Regions from separate parts of the Gossypium hirsutum genome. Here region 1 is linked to region 2. A link is a contact called in public Hi-C data. All regions are on one chromosome and are shown on one strand. The core of a region is the stretch at or near the end of the contact, and the rest is flanking DNA. Distances in the headings are between cores, read along the strand shown. Region 1 holds the start of LOC107920113 (glutamate receptor 3.7). Region 2 holds the start of LOC107918422 (septum-promoting GTP-binding protein 1).

Evidence for each region. Hi-C and Micro-C count contacts between places; a contact is called where the count stands out from the background.
Region 1: a Hi-C map of leaf shows a contact between it and region 2, with 2.2 times the contacts expected there. The contact joins the promoter of LOC107920113 here to the promoter of LOC107918422 in region 2. A contact is called at or near these places in 2 of 34 Hi-C or Micro-C datasets (both in leaf).

The regions. Positions count from the first base shown.
Region 1 is chrD13:20,071,037-20,077,752 of Gossypium_hirsutum_v2.1, forward strand. It overlaps LOC107920113 (glutamate receptor 3.7), which reads right to left and starts at 2,524. Exons shown (of 6, transcript XM_016849642.2): 1 at 1,697-2,524; 2 at 1-1,245. The coding sequence starts at 1,955.
Region 2 is chrD13:19,938,031-19,944,335 of Gossypium_hirsutum_v2.1, forward strand. It overlaps LOC107918422 (septum-promoting GTP-binding protein 1), which reads right to left and starts at 4,178. Exons shown (of 6, transcript XM_016847984.2): 1 at 3,744-4,178; 2 at 3,530-3,656; 3 at 3,346-3,427; 4 at 3,114-3,153; 5 at 2,935-3,018; 6 at 1,744-2,069. The coding sequence starts at 4,052. The coding sequence ends at 1,905.

The DNA.
Region 1 (6,716 bases), core at 1,274-3,773, 130 kb after region 2:
GTGCTTCAGTGAACACATCGATACAGTATCCTGCAATTTTATGGCTACCATTCAGTTTTGTAACAAAATCAACGAAACTGGCTCTATAAGGCACTCCGATTCTCAACGGATGTTCATCATCTGCAATCACCCAGCCGCGAGGTGCTTTGGTCTTTCCACCAGGCCAAGCAACTTTGCCAATCTTCTGTTCTATCTCAGAATGCCTATTTTTTGTCCCTTGAAGGGTTTCTGGGGGAGAAACTGAGAAACCAAAGGTGTTAGACCAGAAACCAACGATATGAACAGCCATCTTGTCAATATTGATGACATCATAACCAGAAGTTATAATGTTTCGATCTGAATTAAAACGAACTGGACCTGTTAAACCAGAGAAGCTTGTGTTCAATATATTATCTAGTAGTATAGCACCACCATCGAAAACTTTAAGCTTCTCCAAATGCATTTGAGTTGTTTTTGAATCATTTAGCTTAACACTTAATGAAAATGTGAAATTGTTGCCATCATTTATGAACTTGTCGATTGAGTGTGCAACTGTCCAAACCGTGTCATAAGCACAAAGGCCATAGGTATTCAACTCTGATTTTACCAACCCTTGCTGCTGCATCTTTCTCCATCGAGATATAAAATCCTTCGTTTGGTTCGACTCTGGAATATGTTGGCGAAGTCCAACTACCCCTTGAAGCACACTAAGAGCAGTTCCATTCATGGGAGCAAATGAATCTATGGTAGCAGAAAGCCAATCTGTTGCAAACCACACATAGTTACTGCTCATCATCTGAAGCTTTTCAGCAGTGGCAAAAATTCTTAATCCAGGGTCTGGGTCAACATGAACAATATAAACACGAGGACCTAGCAATCTAGATTGATTGAGAACAGTTACGATGTCATGTTGTGTAAAACGTACAGGCAAGGGCAATTTATAGACAGCTTTTGCCATTCTCCTATTGAGTTCATCATTTAGGGCAGATATCCCATTCCTCCCATAATCATTATCCACATAGATAGCAATGACCTCTTTCCATCCATAAAAATCAACTAAAGAAGCCATAGCATTCATTTGGTAGGAATCGCTCTGCACAGTTCGGACAAAGAATGGAAATTGCTTAGCAGAGAGACTTGGATCGGTGGCGGCATATGAAACAAGTGGAACTTGAAGACCATTGGCAATTTCAGAAATCATATGAGCAATTGAAGATGACTGTGGACCAATAAAAGCCACCACCTCTTTTTCAATTACTTGATAAGCTGACAAAAAAACAAAGATTCAATCTGTTTTAGAACAACTTTAGTTTTTGTTTAATATTCTTAGCAGTAAAATTTTTGAAGGAATATCATGACTCAGAGGGACGTTTTGCCAGATATGGAAATCACACCACATAGAAAGCATAAGATCAAGAGAGATATGACATCTTTCTGAGCTCATTGAAGGATTAAAAAGCTTAGCAATTTCATTATGATCAAGCTAGAATATAATTGAAGGAAAGCTAGAAACAAATTCATGTTAACCTAGAACAGAGAGCATAAGGAGGAAGATATACAGTAAAACTGAATTAGACATCATAACTTTTCCCACCATCCAAAATATTCACTAAAATTGTGATTAAAAAAAAAAAACAAAGCCTGCTAAAATTAACCATGTATTATAACAGTTCTAAGCAGCAAAAAAGGAAGAATGAAAGACCAGAATTCAAGTTACCTTCAATAGATCCCAAGAAGGCATTGCAATTAGCATCAGCCTCAATCAAATTAAGACGAGTTCCATTCAGAATAGTGGGAGTAGCATTGATATCAGAGATTGCAGCTTTCATTGCTGCCTTTGCAACTCTACCAATAACAGAATCAAAAGTGAAAACAGCACCAACATTTACAGCACCAGGCTTCTGACAACCCACAAGACAATTAAGGGTCACCCATATCATCAAACAAAAAAACCAAGAAAACCCAAGATTTTTCATTGTTGAAAGCTATCAAAACCAACAACTTGAATGAAAATGAGCCTCTCTCCCCCTTTTTTGCCCTTAATCTGTTTAAAGAGTTGGCCTTTGTCTACAGTCAGGAATTCTTGGGGTTAAAAAATCTTAATAACAGAAAGCCAAGCATGAATTTTTTTACTAATACCTAGATTATAAAATCAATAAGAGAACTCAACCTCAACCGGCAAAATAAAATTCACACTTAAATAATAATTAAGAAAAAAAACTTGGGAGTTTGGAACGGAAGAGTCAAGAGCGTTAAAGCTAGCTAAAGTAGTACTAAAATTCAATGGTTGCAAAGTAGTAAATTGGAAGTAAGAAAAATGTGATTTAGACATGGAATTTGGAACTTGTGGAAGTCATGTTTAAAACAAACAGTGACGTAAGGCATCTGGTAATTGAACTTCTTAGAGGCATTTGGTCTTTTCCAATGGAGCAAAACAGATTACTATACTTTTCTTTGAATAATTGGTAGACAATAAATTCAATGAATGAACTGCTAATTTTCCTTGGCTCAGAAAAAAAGTTCAAAGAAAAAGAAATTAAGACTTTATTTAGGAAAGAGATAGATTTATCATTTATTAGTACTACTTGCATTGCATGCACCAGTGTACATTATTTTTTAATGAAAGAATAAGAAAGTTTCGTTTCTACGTGCACAAAGGTGCGTGATTCACACGCTTGGAATCATAGAATCTAATTCTAATTTTTTTTTGTTTTAATTTTTCATAAATAATGTTTTAAATCCCACCTATCAGCTTAAAAAATATTTTGCTCTAACTACTAAAAGTATTTTTTTAAATGAGGATCCAATTGGAAAGGGTAAGTATAATTAATTTTTCATTTAATAAGTTAATTTTTTAAAATTAAATATTTTAATTACTTTCTTTACTTACTCTTAATTGAGGGTCGAAAAATATATAAAATTTTATATTATCCATATAATAAATTTAATTCTCCAATATTTACCATCTTAAATATTAAAAAAAAACAATAAATTCTATCAAGTTTCACTCTCCACAATACACACCCCGAACTCCCATGAACCACCAAACACGATGCTTCAACATCTTCAATTCACCCTCACCGACCACTGGCAACACCGGCGGTCTCCTCTCTACTTATTCTTTCACTTCCTCTATTTTTTTTCCCTCTTCTCTTCTTTTCTTTCCTTTTTCGTTTTCCAAAAAACCCTAGTTGTTGTCCACTATTGCGTTGTCAGAGCTGCCAATTGTTGCTACTTCTTGGATGGTTGCACCATCGTTCAGGTCGTCTTTTCCGACCACTAACATTTCTAGGCCTCCTTTTCCTCCCCTGGTCAGCATGTGAGATCACCAAGAGATGAACCCAAACCAAGCCAAATTGAGTTCTTGTTTCTTTTTTTTTTGTTGATGATGTTTATTATTATTATTATTTTATCTTGATGGTTCATGGTTTATTGAGTGTTTTTATGAGCATCGAGTATTAGGGGTGTTGTGGATATTGAGATTTCAAAGTATTTTGGAGTTGATTTTGAGTCAGCTGAGAGGTTAGAAAGGTAGATGATGAAAGATGGGTGAGGGTTGTTGCTTGGTGGCAGTAGTGCATAGGAGTTGAGGGAAAATGCATAGATAAGATTTCTATTTTAAAATTTAATAAAATCATGTAAATTCTAGCCATTACAAACTCTATCCATCCATTCTTATTCACTTCAATACACTTTCATATACCTTGTTTAAATAAGGAATTTGGTAATGAACTTTTTATAAAAATAGAATAGATAAGATTTTATTTTACATTTAATAAAATCGTGTAGCATATTGTACCCATTATTAACTCTATTGACACATTCTAATTCGCAATTGTATTAAGGTTTTTATATTAACATTCATTGTGGTTAGAAAAATTTACCAAAATAATTATTTTGCTATTAAACCCTTGACAACTTAACCAATTGGGACTAGCAAAAAGGAGATGATAACTCTTCACACAAAAATATATGTATTAAGGGTTTTATTTTAAAATTCAAAGTCTTTTATTAACCTAAACATTGAAACTATATAATGATTACATTCCAATTAAATCAAACTAAAAAAAAGAAAAAAAAATTAATCTAGACAACTTTGAGAGGTTAGTGTACCCTTTTAATCTTGGATGAAACTAACATTACTTCAAAACCAATCATCTAAACAGTACAAATACCAAGTTGTAGTAGTTATGGAACTTTTATAATACGACTCGGATCGGATATATATATATCGACCCCTACCTAAATATTCTACACTTTACTAGTTGACATAAGGCTGCAGCATCTTCAGCAACCGCAATTGTAAGTAACGCGACTTCGTGATTTACCATTTTTGATAAAAATAGGAAGTTATGGGAGAGATAACTATGAGCAAAAGAAAAGTGCATCTTAATAATTAAGAAAAAATGGTGCATATGAATAGTTATATAAAAATAAATGTTTAGTTTTAGTTTTATTAGTAGCGGCAACTCCATTTTCGTCTTTTTTGTTGACTTTGCAAGAAAAGGTTGCACCCTAAACAACTGTCAGATTTGCACACGTGGCACTTATCCATAACATCACTCAGCTGTAATACCATAAAAGTAGAATGAATATGAAGGTACTGAACCAATGGTGATGTTTTTTAGGACAAAAGCCATGACAAAATTTTCTTGTTTGGGTGAAAGACGAAGGAGTGGAGATGGTGGCTACATCATAAAGGGCGGAGCTACAGTAGATTGTTCTCTTTTTCTTTGCTTAAGCATAAAAAAATTAAAATTTTTTGAGTATAGTAATGGTGTTAACTGAAAATTTATAGTTTTTAAATGGACTAAAAGAATAATTTTTCCTTTATTTAGGTCCAATCAATGATCCATTAAGGCTTTAATGGCTAGTGGCCATTTTTGTCAATTTTCTAATGAAAGTGACTAAATTGAAAAAAATAAATTAAAATGATCAAAATAGGAATGACACCATTTTAGGGAGACCTCTACCTTATTAAAATGTATTATTAATAAATTTGTAAATAATTTTAAAAACATTAAAAATAAATCTAATCATTATATTTTTTAACAATACACTTTTTTTTATATAATCCCTAGAACCATCATGTCCTCTTATACTAACAACAATACTAATGTTAATCGAATTAAGATTCAATCGGCAATGATATACTATTAAATATAAATATTTTAATTTTAATTTATACAATTTTTGTTAATCTTAACATTGAAATAGATGGCGAAACTTAAACCTTACATTTCTCTGATTTTTATTTAATTATAATCACTCCTCAACAACTTTTTGAATTCAATATATTAAAATTTAAATCTACAACTTTTTTCAAATTAAATTATTAAAATGAAGAAAAATTTAATAATGGATAACTTTAACTGGAAAGCTCTTCCTTTTCACTATTTGGTATGCTTTTGAATTTTGTTGCTTAATATTAAAGTGAAGTTTTATTCCTCTTAGCTTTAGCATCCAATTAGATTGATTCTCTGTGTGCATCCAATTTACTTTGCTTTTCTACAAAAAGATTTCTTTTCATCTAAATTAATTAGATGCAATCCTTCACTCATAAGAAGACTTGATTCGGATCTATCAAAGTAAATACAGTTTTTACATGGCTAGAAGCCTAATTTAAAAACAAATGCAAATGCTACTTATACAACAAATGCAAGCAAAATGGCGACTGAATGGATGGAACTTGTAAGATTGTTGCAACGCGGTTAGATTACAACTTTTCCTCAGCCAGAGTCTTCTCTCCAAGCTTGAACATCTTTTCAAAATGTAAGAGAATTTAATTAAAAATATAGACTCAAAAAATTGGTTTAGACAAAAAAATAAGACCCGCTTTTTAATTGGGTTGACATTGGGTAAGATTTTTTTAGCTCGGACGCGGCTCGAATTTGTCTACATTTTTTTTTGTTGTTTATTGCCAATTTGATATTATATTGCTATCATTTTGTGGTTATTATTTGGATATTGTATGGCTCTCGTTATATTATTGATTTTGCTACTATTTTAGAGGTATTTGCTTGCTAAGTTGCAACTATCTTAGTGTTATTTAAGTATAAAGACTTTTTTAAATGTATTTTCAATTTGTTGAGAAAAAATTATTTTAATGTTTTTAGTGTATTTGATGTATTATATTTTTAAAATTTATTTTTATATACAAAATAATATAAAAAATTTTAATACGACCGAGTTGGATCGGGTTGAGCTTGGGTTTAGTATCTTTTATTTGGGTCGGGTTTGGGTAAAATTTTATGCTCATTTTTGGGTTGAGCCTGAGCCTAGAAAAGGGGCCTAAAATTTTAAATTGTTTCAACCTGACGCATGATCAAGTCTAGGTTAGAGTAAGGAGATGTAAGAGAATCGGGTTTTAGAATTAAGCTTTCTTTGGATCACCGATGAGATTATTTCCAGTGAGGTTAAAAAAGTGACAATAAAAATAATTATTATAGCAGTGGGATTGGTATTGTAGATTAAAATCAATGGTGAAAATTTGTTTGGATTCAATTGCAGCGATGGCGGTGAGATGCATTATAATGAAAAGAGAAAATGATCATTAAGGATATTAAAATAATATTTGTATTTAATGGAATTTATAACATATTTGAAATATTAATAAATAATTAAAAATATTCGAATTACTAAAAATAGGTACATTATTCATATATTTATTTAAATATTTTAATTAATTAATATATAATTACATGAATTTATTTATTCTATTAAATGAAATAAAAATA
Region 2 (6,305 bases), core at 2,928-5,427:
AACGGATGGAATCCGCTACTCGATCACTTTCGACTTCCCCCGTTCTAATTTCGTTTTCTTTTGTTTTTGATCTAGATAAATGCAAATTTAACTATTTAATAACACATTTCATTCAATTTAAACCACAAACACATAATTTGGGCAATTTGCACTTTATCCCCTAAAATTCACATTTTTCACAATTTAGTCCCTATTTCATAAAATCAAAAAATACACAAAATTCATCAAAAACATGCCTTAGCCAAATCTTCCTAGGGCCCCTAGCAGCCCATTTAATTCATTTATTTCAAATTTAAGCCCATAAATTTTCTAATTTCACAAATAAATCCCTAATTTGAATTTTATCAAAAATCACTTAATTAAACATGATAATCAAACATCAAAGATTTATTTTCCATCATCGAACAAAAAAAACCACAAGCTACCATCAATATCAAATCTCAAATTCATCATCAATACCGAAAATTAAAACATGGGCTAGCTAAAACACGAAGCAACGATCTCAAAAACATAAAAATTATCAAAAACCGATCAACTAACATACCTTAATCAAATATAGCAATGGTCGAACCCTAGCTTGCTTATTTTCTTTCTTTTTCTTTCAAGTTTTGGCAATAAGGATGAATGAATCATCCATTAACATGTTTTATTTTATTTTGTTACATATTACTTTACTTTTTTACTATTTTAACCTTAAGTATTTAATTATAAACTTTATAATGGTTGTCCAAACTTGTCCATGCATAATTCTAATGGCTAAATTACAACATAAGGCTCCACATAATAAAAGCCATAGCAATATAACACTTTAACAATTAGCAAGTCACTTTTGCATTTTACGCGATTAAGTCCTTTTAGCAAATTGAGCACACAAACGATAAAATTTTCACACGAAACTTTCACACATATTAATTCACATGTTGTAGACACTAAAAATACTATTAATATATTTTTATAACTCAGATTCGTGGTCCCGAAGCCACAGTTCCGACTAAGGTCTAAACCGGGTTGTTACATCTTGGCTAAATCATTTATCCAAACCCTTATCTGTTCATATTTTAAACCTATTAATGTGTTGTTTTCATAATACTACAATACTGGACCAAACCAGGTAAATTTTTTTCGTAAAACAAGGCTCAAGTATTGATACCACCACTAATGTATCGATACTATAGCTTAGGTATCACCCCAAGTATCAATGCTTTACTCAAAGAATCTATATTTTGGTCTAAGTATCTATACGTTCTTCAACGTGTCGATACTTTACCCTTGGTATCGATACCAAAATGTCATTCAATGATTTCTTTTCAGTTTGGGTTAATTTGCCCAATTAGTCCTTCACCTTTTGTCTATTTAGCGTTGTTTGCTTAACCGTTTAAAACTATATCAATTCACCTATCTTCTTTGCATTTTTAATCTCTCATTCCATATTTCTAACATCTAACTCATATCCATGTATAATATATCATATAAATTAAATTTTTTAATATTTATAATTAAATTCAAATTAAATAAAAATATTAATTATAAAAAGAAAATGAAATAGTTTCTTTTTATCCAAACCCGAGCAAGCCAAGCTGGTGACGACCTGGCCTAAAAACTTGGAAGAGTATTGCCATCATTCTTTTTCATGTTTAATCCTCTCTTTTAATCTGATCTTCTACTTTCTTCCAAGGCATTTTTGTTTAGAAATGCCAATTGTGGTCACTATACGTTTCGTGTAGGGTCTTTTTTGGGTTACAATTGTTGAACAACTCAAATGCTATTCATTGCTTAAATATGGGCTTTTCTCCCCACAGTGGAACAACTCGAATCATCACCAAACATAAAAATCTGGTGACCGGTTGGCTTAGGATCAATCTCTTTGGAAACTCTATATATCTACATTACAACAACAGGAAGTTTTAGAAATCAATGATGGGTTCTCCTATGTTAAGATTGCGTTCCACTGTCCAAGGCAGGTCAAAGAGTTTGGCTGTGATGAACTTGAAAATCTTGTTCACATTGATGTTGTATGTAGCACTTGAAAAGAACACCGTCGCATTCAGAGCCTTGGCATATGCTCTTGCCTGTCATTGCCGTATAAATAAGAACCCAGTTAAGAAAATATTCTTAAGAGACAATAACGAACTTTATTGAGCATTGCAATCAGGACAACAAATCAAGGGTATAAACATATTCCAACTACAACTAAGAGAAAGACTCATTTCATATGTAGGGATTGTTGGTGTGCTTGAAATCTATGTTACTCGCCCCTAAAGTACTTGTATTCGATATTTGTTTTCTAACATAAGGATATGATTATGAGGTATGATACTCCAAGGTAAAAGTATCATGGAAGCCCCTGTACTAAGAGTTAGATTGCCCCTTTACTCAAAAAATAAGTAAATCAATCTCTGTACATTTAAATCAAAGAGAAAATTGATCCTTTCAGTTCAAATTTTAATCATTTATACTGTTAAAAACTGGCGTAGTTGACAGGCATAGCTGACGGAATAACCAGACAAGTGCACATAGCATTGCACATGTACCTCATGTCAAGATACAAAGACCAGTTTTTAACCATAAAAATGGATAAAATTTTTAACTAGAGGACTAATTTGTTCTTTGATACTAATTTGCTCATTTTTTTAGTAGAGGGGCCAAATTCAATCCGAATCCTAATATAAGGGCCTCCATGGTACTTATACCAGTATGCCGAATATCTTAACACTTGCAATAAAATTTAGATGACAGGATTTGGTGAAGGGTGAGAGACAACAATCTCCATAAAAAGGGGTGTTTTCGTCCCTTGATTTACTTCATTTGTTCTCCAATTTTAATTATAAAACATTGATTTGGTTGTTTTGAAAATTGTCCAAAGCAAGTGGAATATGTTTTTGGACATTTTGGCTAATGATTCAAAGGTTCAACAAGAACTGTGTAAAAGTTTACCTGACTAGCAATTGTCCACTGCAGATCTATGGGAAGTTGAATGAAATCATCGAATTTGGTTCCTATCATAATCAGTATTGCTGTCTGCACAATCGAAGTTTTTCATAAGAATGAGACATTTCGTCAAACATATAGTGACAGATCTTGAAACCTAGAACAGAAGCAATGAAAGTGAATACCTGATTCCATTTCCTGGCTTCTTGATACCAACTTATTACACTGCAACAACAGAATAAAGACCCCCATTTGAATTAGAATATTACCCACAATTTGAAGTGGCAGGGGCAGCCATTAAGCAATATTACAATAATTCATTCTCATTGTCGACTGAAATGGAGATATAGGAATGGATAATATGAGTACAGAGATATAGGAATGGATAATATGAGTACAGACTTGTTTAAAGTACACCTGCTTGTTAGATCAAACATGAAAAGGATTGCTACAGAGTCTTTGCAAGCCAGGGGAAGATGATCCTGAAATTTCTCAACCCCTGTTTTTCAATCGGAAAAGAAAATGAATAGATTGCTGATGCCATGAAAGCAAAAGTAAAAGGGAAAACATGAAATTTTTTGAAAGAAAAGAAATGGATTACCATCAACTTCCCAGATGCTGTAATAAATTCTTGCTCCACTCACAAAAAATGTTTTATCCATCAAATTCAACCCTTTCTCTTGACTGTCTTCTTGTTCATCATCATTCTCATCTCCAATGTATTTCATCTTCAAAAACCACGGCAAAATATGCATTTGAATAGGGTATTCAATTAAATTCTTTAAGTAAAAATAGATTAAGGTAATGGGGCTAACCAGAAAACTAGTTTTTCCAATTTGAGAATCACCCAAGAGACTGATCTTCAATGGAACCAAATCCGAGTCCTTATGATCATGGCGGCCATGGTGACAAACAGGAGGAGGACGTACGGAGGCGGAAGGCGGTGGATGCACGGAGGAGGAGGTGGAGGATAACATTCGATACCGAGTCTTAATGGGCTTCCCTAGGGAGCACATGAGGAAGCGGTCCCAAAAGCAACGAATGCAGCGTCGCAAAATCAAAACGCGACGCTGAAATCTGCGTCTAAGGTTGAGTTTAACCATTTTGGGGCAAAATTGGGTCATGATGATGATGACGATGATGGTGATGATAATGATCTGTCTTCAAACAGAAACAAATAAATTTGTGTCGATGAAAAACAATAATAAAAAAGAAGGCTGGCTGGATAAATCTTTTTTAAAATTATTTTGGATATTTTTGGGACGTGAGCCTTTAAATTTCAGTTACGACGAGACTTTTTAGCTACGAAAACGACTAGTTTAACGGGACAGTTGACCGTGTTGTGGACAATAATTTTCGGTTCTAGTCCAAATTGCCGGCTAGGGTTATTTCTGTAACTTTTTTATTATTTTATGCCGAAACACCCTACAACCTTCATCCCCCCCTTCAAATTTTGGAGCTTTCACTTTTCACGTTTTTGTCATAGTAACTCTCCTTTTCCCCCTTACTAAAGCCATTCCTTTGTTACTTGGGCAGACTGATACCCTGCTTTTTGTTTTTTTATTACTACATGTATTGAGATAAATAAAGTTATACCATTTACGGATTATCATACTAACATCGTTAACAAATTAACATTTTATTCAATATTTTCATTAAAAAAAAGTAATTTGACTCTTTTTGAAGATGAATGGCTAGATTTAGCTCCAAAAAAGACTAAAAGTCAAGTTGATAAAAATATAAACATTAATGGTTAAATTTGATATAAAGGTTTATAGGTACGAGATCACTATCCTTCATAGTTGTCCAATCTCAATTCAACTTTAAATATATTTCTCAAATTTTGCTTAAGCCCGTCCACTTTTACAAATGACCAACTTAAATGTATTTAAGTTCAACCATTTTTTAAATATAATTATTTTATTTAATATTTAATAATCATATATATTATATCTTTCTTATTAAATTTTTTTAATATAATTCTTCAAACTCTGAAGAATAATATTTGTGCTAAATAAATCTGAACCAGGTTTTCAAAAATAAACAATTTAACATGTTTTTTAAATATTATATTAGAGCATAAGATATTAGTTTTCATATACATTTGTAAATATGAAATGATTTACATGATTATTTATTTATTTATAATAAGGTAGGCTGTATTCTTAGATATGAAAATGCAATGGTAGAAATGGGCCCATGGAAAGCATGATAAAGTTTGTTTAATTGAATGAAAGAGGACACTTGTCCTTGAAACGTGGATGCAAATAAATCTAATAAATAATTGAACCACGTATGTAGATAATAATAGGGTTGAGCCCAGATTTTTGTTTAGGGGTTGAGGTTATTGTTAACTTTTATATTCAGAATTTTTGGAGATAAAAAGCATTGTTGTATTTCAAAATTATTGATTTTCATTCTGGGATGCCAAATTTTATTATTTTATGTTAAGATGTCCAACCTCAAGTTCACAAAAATAATTCAAAATTGTAAGAAAAGAACCTAGATTTGTAAACTTTCATAATAATAAATAATATACATATATTTGTCCCGAGACAGGTCTAATCGTAGAAAGACTTGAGCATGAATTTGATGAGTGGACTCAACATCTTACACATCATTATCCCCTTTCTTTATTTGTAATAATGAAACCAACAGTGGTCGGTCGGTGTCAAAATATCTTTGGTTGGTAATAACTGTCGGGGATATTTAATTATTCTTAAAATATTAACTCTTCTGTTAGCAATATTTTATTATCAAGTGAATTCTTTCAAATAGTTATTAGATATATAGTTTTATGTCATATATATTTTTTCTATTTATAAATATAGACCATAAATCATTTCTATTAATCAATAAAAATACATACTTTTTTTTATCCTCCTACTTCTTCTTATACGTTTTCTCATATTCCACCTCTATTTTTTAACTATTTCTTTATTTTTATTTTACAATATATTTTGAGTTTCTTTTTCACAAATCCTCTTCTAAGCTAAAGAAAGAAAGAAAGAAAAATAAAAACTTTCTTTCTTATAACCTCCCCAAGGATCAAACCTAGGATCCTTTGGAGGAAACCCAATGCTTAGACTTCAAATTTTAGATTTTGTATGTAAATAAAATCAATGAAAGCAATCTCAGCTGTGCTTCAAAAAGGAAATTTAAATCCAATTGGAATCAACCCAATGTCTTACCACCTTATTCCTCTTTCCTTGATCGTTTAACTAACCTCATATTTTTAATGATGTACACTAAGATACCTATAAACCCAAAACAGTTTTCTACTGCATATAAGAAAAGAAAACCAAAATTGTCGAGAAAAAACTCGAAATTGTGCTGAGATTATTATATTTGTGATTAATTATGATTAGTTTTGTTAT